Linked DNA regions of Muntiacus reevesi: region 2 is linked to region 1. The links are chromatin contacts, called in public Hi-C maps. All regions are on one chromosome and are shown on one strand. The core of a region is the stretch at or near the end of the contact, and the rest is flanking DNA. Distances in the headings are between cores, read along the strand shown. Region 1 holds the start of YKT6 (YKT6 v-SNARE homolog). Region 2 holds the start of PSMA2 (proteasome 20S subunit alpha 2).

The links. Hi-C and Micro-C count contacts between places; a contact is called where the count stands out from the background.
Region 2: a Hi-C map of muscle shows a contact between it and region 1, with 6 times the contacts expected there. The contact joins the promoter of PSMA2 here to the promoter of YKT6 in region 1. A contact is called at or near these places in 2 of 3 Hi-C or Micro-C datasets (blood and muscle).

What each region holds. Positions count from the first base shown.
Region 1 is chr6:73,163,992-73,166,743 of mMunRee1.1, forward strand. It overlaps YKT6 (YKT6 v-SNARE homolog), which reads right to left and starts at 1,472. Exons shown (of 7, transcript XM_065939251.1): 1 at 1,223-1,472. The coding sequence starts at 1,326.
Region 2 is chr6:74,112,911-74,115,710 of mMunRee1.1, forward strand. PSMA2 (proteasome 20S subunit alpha 2) reads left to right here and starts at 1,550. Exons shown (of 8, transcript XM_065939311.1): 1 at 1,550-1,629. The coding sequence starts at 1,589. MRPL32 (mitochondrial ribosomal protein L32) reads right to left here and starts at 1,368. Exons shown (of 3, transcript XM_065939717.1): 1 at 1,220-1,368. The coding sequence starts at 1,349.

The sequences.
Region 1 (2,752 bases), core at 222-2,721:
TTCGCATTCTGATAATCATGAGGTGGGCTGGACAGAAGAGAGGAGGACTTATGAGAAAAACAATGGGCTCAACTGGACTATGTGTTGTTTTAAGAGACATCTGTAGAGATTTCCCTACAGTACTGCCGTTGTGTTAATCATCTGAAACTGGTCTGGATACCGAAAACCAGTGAGATGAAAGTCCGAAAGTGAAATCTCTGAGGATTCTCAGTAAATGTCAGTAGGGAAAAGAGAGAAAGGAAAAGAATCAAGAGTTAACCAAGTTAACACCCAAAGTTCCATCACAGAAAAGCAGCAACACAGAACAGAGACTAGAAGTCATGATAGAGAATGCTAGGATCAAGAAGGACCCAAAAAGAAGCAGAAAGTTTCAACAAAATAACAAGTGGAATTGTTTGAGATTCTGCCATCAAGCCACTCTCATCAAGAACAAAACAGCCCACTGAAGTAATGAAGATAGAATCCAGATGCCACCAGACCTGGAGATTGGGTGTCCAAAGACACAGACTTTGTAGGATCCTTCTCCTTTTGTGCCTGAGTCACCGCCACCCCTCCCTCAAACAGGCTGTTAAGTGTCTGTGGTACTTCTAACACACACTTGATTGCATTAAAGTGCCTCGCAAATGTTCAAAGGTTTTTAAGCCCTAAAACCTCCATGCTTCCTTCCACAATTTCACTGTAGAACGCATTTGTACCACTAGAGCCCAACCGTAAAGAGCATACAATTTGGGTTGGAGTCCTGGCTGGTTTGGTATCCATCTCCTGGGGCCTCAGTGACTTCCTCCATAATATGACAGAGTGTACCAGGAACTCTCACACCGAACTGTTGGAAAGCCCAGGCAAACAACACAAACGTGGCGCTTAAGGTGTGGCACGTGAGCTTCCTGGGTCAGAACCACTGAGTGGGATTTGCTGGTTTAAGATACAGATTGCTGGAACTCAACTGGGCGTGAACCTAGAGGAATCTGCCCTTTCTCAAAGACCCCCGGTCATTTCTATACAGAAATTTTGAAAAACCCTGATTACGGACTACATTCCAGAACGGGCTACAGCTTTTCACGATTGAAAGGAGGATGATTTCTCAGAGGCACAATCCGCAGGCCGAGGAAAAGACCACCGGCTCCAATGCGGGAGGCCAAGCCCCGGGCTTCGATTCCCGGACGGTCTCCAACCCGGACCCCGGGCCTCCCCGTCCGGGCGCCGCCCTCCTGGGCCCGCTCACCTGGATCTCTGAAAAAAGCTGAAGGAGGACACATCGTATGCGGCCTTGAGCAGCACCGTCTTGGACTCGCCTTTATACAGGACGCTTAGGCTGTACAGCTTCATGGCGCCGGGCCCTTGGGCTGGCCACCCGCCCGGCCGCGGCACCGGTTCGCAGGGAGCAGCGCAGCGCCGCCCCTCGAGGCCGCCGCCGGCTGCTGACGGATCGGCCACCGGCTTCCTTCTCCTGGCTCGGGGTTCACTTCCGGTTCCGGTGAGGGACCGCCGCCCGAGGCCTAACGGAGTCTTTTCGTGCCCCGGATGCAGAAAGAAGCAGCCGGAAATGCGAACGAGGGGGTGGTGCGGGGTCCTGCGCGTGCGCGTGAGGCGTTGTCGGAGTTCTCGTAGGCCACCTCGGTGTTTCACTACGAGTCCTTACTCTTCTGCTGGCCTTATCTCTCCGAGGCCTTCTCCCTCCTTCCCTGGCCGTCCTGAGTCCTCCCAGCGCCCCCCGGCTTCTTCCCGGTTCTTCTGAGTACTGTAGGAACACCTGTGTCCCGGGGGCTGTCCTTCCTCTGAGCAGTGAGACCCAGAGCCCCACCCACACGCCAGTACTTTGTAAACCCTACACGAGGGACTTTGATTTATGCGCGAACTGCCTTCTAGAAAAGTCTTTTGTAAATCAGATCTCCTTTTTGAGTGAAGGATAGGGATCTTTTCGAGGCTCCTGCTGGAAGGTGAAGGCTTGCCTCTTATTTTCAGTTAATTGTACCCTCTCTTGCCCTTCCCACAGCTCCAAACTGAGGGAGCACTTGGCATACCATGACTTGGAAAACCTCATTTTGCTTGAAATGTTGAAATAATGCTTTTTCAGTGGATGGGGGTGAATAAGGCTCAGTTCTCTGAGGGTAGTACGTCTTATCTTCTTGTTTGTTAAATGGTATGTTGTCAGAAAGCATCTTGCAGGACAGACACAGCTGAAAGGACTTTGATATTTGGAAATTGGCGGGAAGGTTACACAACCGTCGTGCTAGAAGCAGCCAGATCTGAAATGATGGGAAAGATGGTATGTTTGAAAAACCAACAGCATCACTCAAAACATGACTCTCAATCAGAGTATCTCAGTCTTGTCACTGGTGATATTTTGGATTGGATAGCTGTTGTTGGGGGCTGTCCATGCATCGTAGGCAGCATTTCATGTCTTTACCCCAACTAAATGCAAGTGGTACCCCAGTGGCCATTTGGCAACCAAAAACGTCTCTGGACATTGCCAAATACACTATTCTGCTGGCTGAAGGAAGTTCCCACCACCTGCCTTTTCACTCAGCACCCTTCTCATCGACCCTGGGTGTGCGGAAGGGCTTTTTCCTATCCCCGACATTTTGGTACCAAACCTCAGGAACAGAGAGGCCAATGCCAGGCCAGTGTCTCAAAAAGGACGCTGAACTGTGTGTAACCCATCCTGACTGCACTGACACAATTTCCCTGTAGGGGGCGAGTGAGAGCCATTTCCGAAGAAAATTCTGAGTCCGTTTTTTTTTTGTTTTTTGGT
Region 2 (2,800 bases), core at 300-2,799, 950 kb after region 1:
TCACTTTTTGTAGGATACTAATTTACTCTTGTGACCACCAACGTTTCACTTTTGTTCTTCTAAACTGTTTATAAAAATTAGTGGGAGGTGGGAGGGAAGTTCAAGAGGGAGGGGACATATGTATACCTACTGTCGATTCACGTTGATGCATGGCAGAAACCAACACAGTATTGTAAAGTAATTACCCTTCAATTAAAAATAAAACAAAAAAAAGAAAAAGATTTCTTTACCATCTCCTTGCTATATTCCTCAGGCCTGCAATATTTCTTTTGGTTTTAGGAACTCTTAAAAATATACAAAGCTGTTTAACACTGGTACTCCTTTTCAATATACCTGAAAGTATTGCTAAGCACAGACCTGTGGTTAATAGCACAGGCTCTGGAAGGTCGGTGTGACCTTGAGGCCTTTCTGAGTCTAGTTCTTCAGTTGAAAAGTGGAGACACCTAATGGGATTGTAGTGGAGATTATCTTACTAAATATATGTTGACTTTGACATTCAGTGGGACTTTCCTGTTGGCTAAGACGGTAAAAGCGTCTGCCTACAAGGCGGGAGACCAGGGTTCGATCCCTGGGTCGGGAAGACCCCCTGGAGAAGGAAATGGCAACCCACTCCAGTATTCTTGCCTGGAAAATACCATGGACGGAGGAGCCTGGCGTGCTACAGTCCATGGGGTCGCAAAGAGTCGGACACGACTGAGCGACTTCACTTCACTTCACTTGAGATTTAGCGGGCTCTTCTGAGTATTATCATTATTATGTTCGGGATAACTTCGAAATCGAGTAGAATGTAAACGTCAAAGGAATGACAATTTTAACAGCCAAGACATTTCCATTTAAAATTAGTTTTCAGGGGAAATAGAGGATCAACAGTCAATTGACAAAGCTCAAATGCCACAGACGGCAAACTGCTTTAGGTGGTGGACTGGACTGGAAAGAAAAGAGGATCTAGAGAGCTCTTGTCCCTTGATGCTAAGTTAATGCACTTCGGTTACATTCCCTGTAGGAATGGGACAGTCAGAGGATGTTTGTTTTCCTTTTTGCAGGGGACTGGGGGCAAAAACTGCTGTCTTTGTTCCTAAGTAAGTGAATGCCCGGAACATCGTCTCCTCCACGCAGCCAAAGATCAGAACACCGGAGCAGGCTAGATACGAGCAAAATTCACCACATTGCCTGGGGTCCCCAGTCCAAACCCTTCTCCACGGAGGCCTTCTTTACGTACCCCATGGCGGACTGGGAAAACCTGGTCGGCTCTGCAGAAGTTTCCGCTGCAGCTGCTTCCAACAGTTCCGGAGAAGTCCTCGGACTGCGGGCAACGGCGGAACCAGCAGCACCAGCATGGTGGGCGCCATGTTGCTCGGCCGAAAGCCACACCCACCAGGCCTCTGGGTCCCGCCCCTACCTTGAGCATGCGCACAGACACAGAGTCGGGCAAACGCGCACTTGGAACTATAACTCCCAGCATGCTTCTGGAGCGGCTCTGCCTTTCCTCCAATCAGAAACCTAGAAAGGAAGGCGCGGGGCGGGGAAAAGAAACTAAACTGGCCTCAGTGCGCATGTGCGCGGATGTGCGTTGGGTCTTCGGGTAAAGATGGCGGAGCGTGGTTACAGCTTTTCGCTGACTACATTCAGGTATGGAAGGGACTTCTGAGGTCCTCCACGTAACTGAGGTTGCAGGAGCTCTGCCGACCAGGTTTTTACCTTCCTGGTCTCTGACTTGGCGCTTTCTGAGGGCCTAGTAGGAAATGGGGGTGGAAATGCGAGTTTGCCAAGTCATTTGCGGGGCCTTCCCGCGGCCCGGGGAGCATTGGTGCCTGGGGGCCGTGGGAACGCTAGTCAGGGTGTCCTGGGAGATCTGTCTAGACGCTGTGGGAAGTTGAGGCCCTCACCCAGGGATTTTCTTTCGCTTTGGAAGTAGAGAAAAAGGCAATTTTGAATGAGCTGCGTCCAGGTTTCCTGTTCAGAACTCAGAAGATTTCCTTCCTGACCCAAGTAGGCCTGATTCAGGAGCTTCTGCAGTTTGGAATTTTGGTCAGCTCTATGGGGTTCCTTTTTCTTGGAAAGCCCCAACTTTACAGTTCAGTTCTAGTCTTAGCTTCCATTTGGCGCTAATGTCTTTGGAAACCTTTTCCCGCTTTCGATTTTTTCGGTGCCCCTACTGGAAGCTTAAGAACTGAAAGTGAAAGTGGTAATGTTTCTAGCCCGGTGTCTTTGTGGGCTCCAAAATAGGCTGTATTTGCTTTGGGGCTGTAATTTTTGGAAGCGGATATGTTTATTTAAAGAAAGATTGTAGGCTTTTAAACTTTAGAGCATTTATGTAAGCATATTTTTCAAAATAAATCAGAGATGCACTGCTTTACTGACCGGAGAAGGATTCAGTTTGGCCATTTTCCCTACGATCAGTAAGGGCCTATTTAATTAAAAATATTATCTGACAGCTAAAGACAGGCGGCATCTAACTTGTTGAGTACTTTATGTGTGGGTGGAGCTTACTCCTTCTCTTTGGGCTACCCTGTGTGATGAATGTTTTCTAAACATCTTACAAATGAGCTGACCACAACTCAAATTCAATAACTCCTCCCTGGTCATAGGTTAACTTTTAAACTGGGTTCTTTCTGACGACAAAATTAATACATTTTGCATTACTGTGTAATGTCTTCTTAAAATACTAGAATATTTATCTTTTAAAAAAGATCTCCTCATATACAGTGATAGGAAACAGGGTTTGACAGGTCGCTACTGTTCCTATTCGGTGACAAAACCTGGACCTCTATCTTTAAGAAAGTGTTATCCTAATTCTAGC